Regions from separate parts of the Mus musculus genome. Here all the other regions are linked to region 1. Evidence: chromatin contacts called from public promoter capture Hi-C data. All regions are on one chromosome and are shown on one strand. Each heading gives the region's core, a stretch centred on a gene start, on an enhancer-like site or on the middle of the called end of the contact. The rest is flanking DNA. Distances are from core to core; before and after follow the strand shown.

Region 1 (3,208 bases), core at 450-2,949:
TGAAGTCTTTTCCATTATAACCTTTAGTTCCTCAAAAGTTAGAAAAATTTTCCAACATTCACAAATATGAGTTACAGTATCCAATTAATCAGTTGAACAGTTATTAAATTTTACCTTATGTCTTCTCTGATTTTGTCTTTTTTATTTTAATTAATTTCAAACATCCCCCTAAACCCATACTATTTCATCCTTAAATACTATCTATTTCCCCGAAACACCAACATTTTATTATATAATTAATCATGGCACTGTTAACGATAACCAGGACACTGGTAAATGATGGTAAAACTCGGTCCGTATTCAAGTTTATCCAACTGCCCCAGTGAATTATTCTCATTAGGAAGGGCTCAAGCAGGCTCCAAACATGTGAATATAAATGGTGTATCTTCCAAATCTCTTTATTCTGGAGAGAAGCAGAGGAGGCTACTCTGTGCTTTAATAGCATATAAAGGCCTAATATGAAAAACAAAACAAAATAAAGCCTGCATACATACACCCCAAAGGGGAGCCAGCCATGCAACCGGAATGTTAGAAACAGTGTTAGAAACGTATCAGAAACGTATCAAATTCAGGAATCATTTGCTCAAAATGCGTTTAAGTTACAACAGAGCTCAGTCTATTACCTGCTTGTACAGTGCATAGAGTCTTAGCTTCACTTCGTTTCCCGGGTCCTTCTTCAAGAGTTTCACCTGGTTCAATGCATTTTCAAAGTCCTGCTGACTGGCTCTCATTGTTGGTCTGCCCAAGTGCAGTTTAGCCACTTGTAATCTGAAGACCTGCAGGACACTACAAATAGTGGTTTCTGTTTGTTCCTTGCCCTTTTATTTCTGCAGCAACAGGATTACTGATTGGCTCCAACTCATGTTGATCAGAACAGCATGCATCTACAACAGAGGCAGGCGGATTTCTGAGTTCAAGGCCAGCCTGGTCTACAAAGTGAGCTCCAGGATATCCAAGGCTATACAGAGAAACCCTGTCTCGAAAAACAAACAAACAAACAAACAAAAACAACAACAACAACAAAAACCCCAACAGTTTCCCTAAGTAAGCAACTTCCCACTGACGCTTATTGCACGCTCATTCAAATGGAGGGTAAGTTTTGCCTTTTGAGAAAGTCACACAGCGGTTCACTTTGCTCCATAGTTCTTTGGGTTATTACTTATGGAGCACTCTCTCCAGCCACTTCTCTGAACAAAGTGAGCTTACTGCTTGAAACCCCACACTGGTTCAGCAGCGCTCAGAGCTAACTAGCAATATTGGACAAAGTGTCATCTTAGCCAAGGCACTGCGTGCGTGCCCTAGGAAGTCCCGGGCTGGGCCTGGAGGCCTGGGTGCCCCGGGGACCCAAGCACCGACGGAGGCGACCGGAGCGCGTCCATCCTTACCCTTTGGGACTCAGCAGAGGAAGAACCTTCGAGGTCACTCTTTAGAGCTCTCTCGCTGGGAAATCGTCAAAGTAATATCCTGCTGTCTCGCTAGCCAGGCCAGATGACAAAGCGGGCGGCTCCGTGGGCGGGCGAAAATTCCCGCTGGCGACTTTGGGCCGGAGAGTCGAGGCTGCAAGCTTACCTCGGACACCAGCATCGAGCCCGACTCCAGGTCACTGCCGCCATAGCTAGATACTGTGGTCAAACTGAGCCCGGAGGCTTAGGCCCAGCAGAAACTGCAGGGCAAGACCGGGAAGGGGCGGAGCCAGAGGTGCGCTCCGGGCGTGGGTGGGGCCAGGGTTCAGGGGCGGGGCCAGGATGTGAGCTCGGCCTGTGAAAGGACCCGGGGACAAAAAGACTGGCGGAGATAATCTTGGATGTGAGCCCTGGGCAGGGGTGCGACTAGCGACTCCTTCAGAGTTGAGAATGGGCGGGTTTCGAGGAGGAGCCTAGAATGCCTGGCCCAGGTCCAACTCCGTACAAAGGTGATTGGCACAAGATCTGGCAAAGAGGGACAGGGTACGGAGGCGGTTCACTGTGTTCTTCGGAATATTAATCAGAGAGCCTAAGCATATTTATTTACAAACCGGACAGCTCCCAGAATGTTTAGTTAGGAGCACGCTCCTGAGCACGTTCAGTCTAAGGTCATGGAACATTATGTTTAAAAGATTATATGGACAAGAGTGCTCCTGGATATGCTTATCTTGCACAATTAAGTTTAAGCTGAACATGAAACGGTATAAGCTTCATTAATGTAGGCGTTTGCCCCTAAGGTGATTCTCATGCTTAGCAGAGGCCACCTCCAGTAAACACCACGTCTGGCTGAAGATTGGGGTGGGGGTGGGGCAGTTCGCAAGGAAAGGGAACCACACTGAGCAGAGTATTAGTTGAGCTTGAGGATCACTGCGCCCACGTTAAGAAGCTCTTGTAGTGTGTGAGACCTGGAACTAGCATTGTAAAGTACCTTCATAGTGAGTCCTAGACCTCCCTGCCGACTCAAATGATCCTCTTTGCACGTAGATAAAATTCTTGATATGAATATATATATGTTCTGTGCTAAGAGTAATAGAGAGCCACGGAAGAGCTAATTGGTAGAGCTAGAGAATTGACTAGGCTATTTGAGAACAGTCGTGGCTCTTGCAGAAAGCCCGGGTTTGGTTTCTCTGAATCTACAGGGTGGGTCATAACCATTCATAACTCCAGTTCCAAGGGGACAGACACATTTTATGACCTAAACAGCCCTCAGACACACAGATGGTATGCATAATACCAGTATGCAAAACCAATTACATAACGACAGTTAAATAAATAGACAAAGTAAAACAAAAAAGTTACAACAAATACATTTTTTTAAAAAGAGCCATTGGGTATGCTTTTGATCTACTTTACAGTGCAGTCAAGATGCCCGGGCATGTCTCTGAGAGTTTTGTTTCTGTACTAGAGTGAGAATGGCAGAATCCTCCTCAAGATCTCACCAGAGTTCGAATCTCCACTCCTGGTTCTTATAAAGACCTTGGAGAAGGAGGTGTGTGGGTCAATTAGGTCCTACCTTAGAGGCTTGACTGCACGTGAGCAGTGCTGTCTAAGAAGGGATTTGATACAGACACCCAGGCCTGGTGGTCACAAGAGCCAGGAAATGTTCCCAGTGAAACTGAATCTTGGGGGTTCTACTTCACAGGGTCTGCTCAGTATTCTGGGAGATGTTTCTTGAGACGGTGCCATGGAACCTATGATGGATGGAGATGCCAACCAGAGTGCTTGTTTTTATTTATACTATTAAA
Region 2 (3,208 bases), core at 330-2,829, 3.5 Mb after region 1:
TGCCTGCATGTCAACTTTTCTCATAAAACTAAAAACCCTTAGATTTATTCCACCGAAATCAACTCCAATTAAGTCCTGTGGTGTACTTAACTGGAATCACTACTTTGAGACGACTTGTGCACAGAGTAACTATTAACGCGACTGACTGTGGCAGACTCCCAGTCTTTTTCTTTCAATGGTAGTTCTACAGACTCAAGTGGCTGTTCTTGGGAATGTAAAACAGTGTATCCCATTCCTGCATTCTTAACTGATAATGGCTGTGAGCCAAAATGATCCCCTCCCCCACAAAGTTAATTTAACACTAAACGAATTGAAATGCAGTAATAGCCCGCTCTAGGGTTATGGGCAAAGTTTCTCCCACTTTAGAAAAATACAATCACTGACTACATTGGATTCCACAGGCACATTTTTCTTAACTGCTTAACCCCCTGTCCTTAATGAGTCCCTACTGAGCTAGAGGAAGAGTACTTTGCTCAGCAATAAACACAGCCAGAACATCCCACATCTCAAGAGCCTGTGCTCTAAATACCGCTTTCTGCTGTGGACCGGAGAACTTCTTTCTCTGAGCATCTAGGCCCCAGTAGCAAAGCACTGCTATGTCTAGACTAATTCTTGGGGTAGTGAGGTGCACCAGGAAGCCCCAACCGAAGAATGGAAGCCTGAAGTTATGACTTTTAGGAAGAACAGTTCGACCTCACACTTTCCAAATGACCGGGCCCCAAATGAGAACAGGAGGTGAAAGAGTTAAAGGCCTTGAGAATACAGCTCACATCCACTCCAGCGTGCAGCGGAGACTCCAAAACTGGCACCTCGCTGGACTCCAGGGGCCGGGGAAGTCTCAGTTCCCGACCTAGGCTATCTTTTCCTACCCTCGACACACAAAGTGGGCAATCACATCTTGAGGGGGCCTTAGATTTCCAATCCAACCCAATATTGATGGGCCAGCAGGAAGAACCCTTCAGGATAGGGCACGTGGACGCCGGGCTCCCGCCGCGTCCGGCCAGCACAGGAAGTTTGGGGAGCTGGGCAGGGGACAGAAGCGGGGGATGCCTGGACTCCAGCAGTGTGGCGGGGTGGAGAGGCTTTTCCGGGTCTCCCCTCGGGGCCCGCCCTTCCTAGCTCGCAGGCCGGCGGCTAGCGCCACGTCAGCGGCGAGGCCCGAGCGCGGCCCACGCCCCCGGCGCAGCCTGCGCGGCCTCGCGCCCTCTCCCCGGTCCCCGGCTCCAGGTCCCTGGTCCCCGGTCCCAGATCGGGCTCCGCCGGCCTGCTGGAGCTGCAGTTACCAGGGCGCGAAGAACATGACGAAGTGCGCGGCGCTCTGGATCCCGTGCGTGAACATGTCGGCCGTATACAGGTGCTTGGCGTGCGGGTCCTGCTCGACCCCGCTGTCCGCTTCCACCTCCTGGGCCCGGGCGCCTTTGCGCGCCCCGAGCAGCAGCAGGAGCGTGGCCAGGGCCGGCAGCCCGGCCAGCGGCTGGAGGAGGCGTCCTGGGCGCGGGGGCATCGTGGCGGGGCTGGCGAGCTCTCGCTCGTGCCGCGGGTCCCCTCCGCGGCGCCGCTCCCGCCCCGGCTCCTCCCACGACCGCAGAGCCACGCCTCAATCACGCCCCCGCTCGCAGAGCCACGCCCCCTGTCCCGCCGGCTCACCTAGCAACTTGCTGTCTTCTGCTGAAAGCCACCAGGAAGAGGTCGCTTAGGTCCTGGGGTCCTTGTGCAGCACCTCCAGCGCTATCTCAGTCCGGTTCCCTTCCATCCCGCTGAGCTCATTCTCCTTCCCAAGCTCCTCATCAGCCTTTCCCTGCTAGGGACGAAGAGGCCAAGCTGCCAAGCTATGGAACAGTGGCAGCTTCTGTTGATAACTAATCAGACACCAAGAGACCCGAGAGTTTAGGACCAAGCTGAGCTGCTGTCAGCAGAAAGGAGGAAATCAGGCAAACGTGTGTGGGGTTTGCTCTTGCATAAGTCAGATTCTTAGCCAAAGCTCAACTGTGATTTGAGGGCCTGGCCTCAGGGGGTGTGATGAAACCACTTCCCAAGAGCACCTCCTCTGTTATCCTGCCCTGCCTTCACTTTGAAAAGGAAAGGCAGTCAAAGTGGCCCTTCCTTCAGGCCCTGGCTAGTGCCCTGTGTGCCCTAACTCACCCTGGATAGGAAAATGAATGGCAACAGCTGTTCTGGGTGAGAGCTAACGCCTGGGCTGGGGCGCATGGACCCACGCCAACTCTTGAACTTTAAGTCGGGTGGCAATCTAAGCTCCCTGCCCTGCCTTGAAAACCTGGAGCTAAGTTAGGGAGAACGAAACAACCACTAGACACTTGAGAGAGGTCCTAGAGCTATGCTCTGTACCGATGAAAAGGAAGCTGGCATCATAAGACATATATATGGTGATCTTTTATTGGGAAAAAGCAACGGGCATAGTAAGAAGAGTACATGGCCATCTTGTATTGGACTTCTGAGCAACACTTCTGAAAATCACCTGATCTTTATTAGCCTCAGCCTCCCTAAACCAAAAGCCTGGGTTAGCAACAGTTGGGGGTGGTGGTAAAGGGAGGGGCAGGGAAACTCACATCATCTGTAACTATTCTCATGTTAGGTTCGTCCACCTGTAAATGTTTAACCATGGTTTTCCAAACACCAAACTGCAGCATCTCTTGCTTGCCCCCTCTCTCCCTTTGTGCCCTCACATTCTGAGTAAGCACAGTTCAGCCAAACGCTTCTTCCGGCTTTCCTAACCTGAACAGACCTAAACTTGCCCATCGCAGGAGAAGTTCTATGAGCATCCTTTGCCCACGTGATTTTGACTATGGCAATTTGTTGCTCCAACTTGAACCAGCACACCAACTCTGCCCAGTAGCCTTGGCATACAGACTAAAATAGAAATCCCTGATGCTGTCCTTGAAGGCCTCCTGTGATGTGCTCTGCCATGCCTCGTGTCCTGTGAGGCTTGCTGGTGACCAGAAATCCAAGAACTCTTGCCATGTCATCTGTACTGTCAAGGTCAAAGCTTTATGCTCCTCAATACTTCTCTCACTTCATTGCTAAGACATCGCAACAGAAGGTACTATGTTTATAATATCAACTCCTTTTTCACCTGCCCAAAGCTGTGTGGTTCCAGATCCCTTTGGGGGTCAAATATCAGCTATTAACATTATGACTTGTAACAGTAGCAAAATCCTAGATTTGAAGTAGCAATGAATAGTTTTATGGT
Region 3 (3,208 bases), core at 326-2,825, 3.0 Mb after region 1:
ATAAGGGCTAATCATAATGCTAATTTATAAATCAGAGACTTGTTGACAAAGCTTTCTCAAAAACCACACAACATCACTTTCAGGCAAAACTCTACAAAGCCCTTTAAAGTTCAAGCAGTTCTTATTACCACTTCTCGGGGAGCGATGATGTGGCAATCCAGCAGCGAGGGAAAATGTGGGAACAGCCACATGTGCAAAGCCCAAGAGAAAACACTATCTTTAAAACCATGATTTTTTTAAGTCTTTTTACTTTCCCGAGTTAAAACAGTTCATTCATAGTTTACAGGTAATTTATCAAAAGCCAGATTTAAAGAAAGAAAGAAAACCCCAATGGTCTAAGGTTGTAGTGTGCATATGTGCCTTGCATGCCTGGCACGATGGAAGCCCTGGGTTCATCCCCACCACTTCATCCACGGGGTGTGGTGACACCCTGAAACCCAGCACCCCAGAGGTACAGGCACAAGGATCATAAGTTCAAGGACGTGCTAGCTAGGGCACCAACTTACAACGCAGCCAGGGTTACCTACATGAGACTCGGTCTCAACATCTGTCTTATGTCCCCACCACCACACTCCCAAGCCAAAATCCCTAACAGCTATAATTCAAAGTCATACTAGTTACTAAGTAGAAGCCAAGCACTTCTGTGTGCTTGGCCAAAGAGTTCATAACATGGCTCGTTATTTCTCATGCCCTGGGCCACAGAAACTTAGAGAAAGAAAAGGAATTCTTTCTGGTGACCACTCAAACTAGTTGTTTTTATAAACTAGCAAAATTAATGGACATGGCGGGCAAGGGGGAACAAGTTTCTACGTTTTTACATTCTGCCAAGTTTTTAGCCCAGGTCAATCGTTGGAAAGAATAAACTTACAAAGCTCGAAATAACTTTTTCGCAGCATATTTTCAACCAGCAAAAACTGGCTGGAAAAGGGAGGGGAGGGGAGAGAAATTAGAAAAGGAAGGAGGAGGCCATCCGGCCATACTCTACGGTAGCGGCTGACAAGCAGCCGGAGGAAGGGGACGGATTTGGACACCGAGCCTCGCGGTCCACACAGACCGCGATGGGCGAGCGAGGGGGCCGGGCGAACACGATCCACGCGCCGAGGAGAAGAATCTACAGTGGGCGAATGAATGGAGGCGCGCCGGCGTGTGGCTAGCGACACGTCAGCGCAGAGCTTGGGGACGGGCGGCCCGCGGCGAGCGCGGGCGGAGAAGCGAGGCCGACCCTGGCGTGGGTCCTGCGGACCGCGGGCTTCGGGCCCGCGCTCGCTGAGGACGCCGAGCTGCGGGGGGTCCCGGGGCGGGGGATAGCATGGCCCACGAGAGCCGGGCCGGGGGTCGGCCGCGGTCCCCAACCCAGCCCCGCGTCTCTCACCTCCGGGGCCGCCTCGGAGCAGCACGGCGGCGGGAAAGGCCAGCAGGAACAGCAGCAGCAGGCGGGGGAGGAGTCTCATGGTACGGCCGGTCAGCGTCCGGTGCGGGTCCGCTAGGGCTCTCGGAGGCTCTGGCGGTAATGGCGTTACTCTTCATCCGGGCCGCGGTGGAGGGGCGGGGCACGCACGCACGCGCGCCATCCGTCGCCCCTCCCCGCCACCGTCGACGTGGCCTCTAAGCGCCCAGGGGCGGGGCCTGCGGGCCGGGAGATCACGTGGCCGGCGGTGGCGGGGACCAGGGGAGCCTACGGGCTCCCGCGAGAGCCTAGCTGAGCAGGCTTATCTCTTCCAGATGCTTAGCATCGCTTTGTCCCCCGTTGCTTTGAGGGGCCAAGGAGTGGAAACTTCCCGCATGTGTGGCAGTTGAAAGACAGAAAGTAAAGGATATGGATAACGACAAAATAAATAAATAAAAATAAAAAGCCGAAAGTGATGTCTCACATTGTAACCCCAGAGTTTGAGAGATGGAGGCAGGAGGATTGCAGCGAGCTGGAGACCAGCCTGGGCTATGTAGCGAGTTCGGGGCAAGACTGGGCTACAGAGTTAATACCTTGTCACAAAATTCTACCCCCCCTGCAATAAACAATCGGAGTTCTGGAGTTTTATTCTTTTAAATTTGACTGTCTCTCTGGTGTATAATTGCCAGTGCACAGATAGATGTAAAGGTCAGTCAAAGGACAACTTCTAGGGAACTGATTCTCTCCACATTTTAGATGGGTTCTGGGCTTGAACTCTGATCATTAGAGGTTCAGTTCTGTAATTTTTCTTAACAACCCAAACTTAGCAATTACCTAGCCTTTCTGCAGTTTCTACGCCAAAGATCTCACTTCTGGCATATTTCTGGCAACTTCAGCTGGTCAGTGTGAAACACTCGGGATGTAGTGGCTGCGCTGAGAACCTCCAGCCACAATCCTGATTCAGGGACTGTCTTGGTTACTTTTCTGTTGCTGTGAAGAGATACCATTACCAAGGCAACTTATAAAAGAAAGTGTTTGATTTGTAGGCTTGTTTACAGTCTCAGAGGGTGAGTTCCTGACCATCGCATCAGAGAGAATGGGAGCAGGCAGGCAGTGCTAACGTGGAAGCTGAGAGCTTATATGTTCAGCCCCAAAGGACAAGGCAGAGAGGTAAGTCCAATGGTACGGACTTTTGAAACCTCAAAGCCCACACCCAACAATGCACCTCCTCACATAAGTCCTTACCAAACAGTTCCACCAACTGGGATGTAACATTCAAACACAAGCCTACTGGGGCAGTTCTCATTCAAACCACTACACAGGTTAAGCAGCCACCAGGATCATTGGAGCCTCTGAGCCACAGAGGGACAAATAAACTCCCCTCAGAATTGTTGAAGATGACTGAAGTGGAAGTCACAGACCATATCTCAACTTAATTAACCCCAGTAGGTTCAGATCAGATGAACACATGTCTGACCTGAACAGGGGAAAGAGACTGTCTATAAATTCTATGAACATTAAGGAGTCAGAAGTGCCACCACCTGAAGTCAGACCTCAGAAAGGGAGACAGTGAGATCTTCGGTACAAGGACAGTGTCTCTGTACCATCCCCTCAGTTACAGTCCTTGTCAGTTTCTTGTGCCAGGAGACACTCCCGGGTTAAATACGAGGATCTTGGATATTTGATGGGGTTGAAGACTAATTATAGTCTCACAAGCAAACTTAAGTTGTTTAGCATTGAAAGAGATGATATAGATTTGAAAGGATGTTTTTCAGATGGTAATGTGTACTGGCTGGTTTTGGGTGTCAACTTGACACAAGC

The links. Promoter capture Hi-C pulls out the DNA fragments that hold promoters and counts their contacts.
Region 2: a promoter capture Hi-C map of pre-B cells shows a contact between it and region 1, with 2.2 times the contacts expected there. The contact joins the promoter of Txndc5 here to the promoter of Eci2 in region 1. A contact is called at or near these places in 2 of 39 promoter capture datasets (liver and pre-B cells).
Region 3: a contact with region 1 is called in a promoter capture Hi-C map of pre-B cells, with 4 times the contacts expected there. The contact joins the promoter of Ssr1 here to the promoter of Eci2 in region 1. A contact is called at or near these places in 3 of 39 promoter capture datasets (hippocampal neurons, liver and pre-B cells).

What each region holds. Positions count from the first base shown.
Region 1 is chr13:34,992,445-34,995,652 of GRCm38.p6, forward strand. Eci2 (enoyl-Coenzyme A delta isomerase 2) reads right to left here and starts at 1,700. Exons shown (of 10, transcript NM_001110331.1): 1 at 1,570-1,700; 2 at 624-786. The coding sequence starts at 1,613.
Region 2 is chr13:38,526,905-38,530,112 of GRCm38.p6, forward strand. It overlaps Txndc5 (thioredoxin domain containing 5), which reads right to left and starts at 1,580. Exons shown (of 10, transcript NM_145367.4): 1 at 1,284-1,580. The coding sequence starts at 1,504. It overlaps Gm31834 (a long non-coding RNA gene), which reads left to right and starts at 999. Exons shown (of 2, transcript XR_382215.4): 1 at 999-3,058.
Region 3 is chr13:37,992,633-37,995,840 of GRCm38.p6, forward strand. It overlaps Ssr1 (signal sequence receptor, alpha), which reads right to left and starts at 1,576. Exons shown (of 8, transcript NM_025965.4): 1 at 1,373-1,576. The coding sequence starts at 1,451.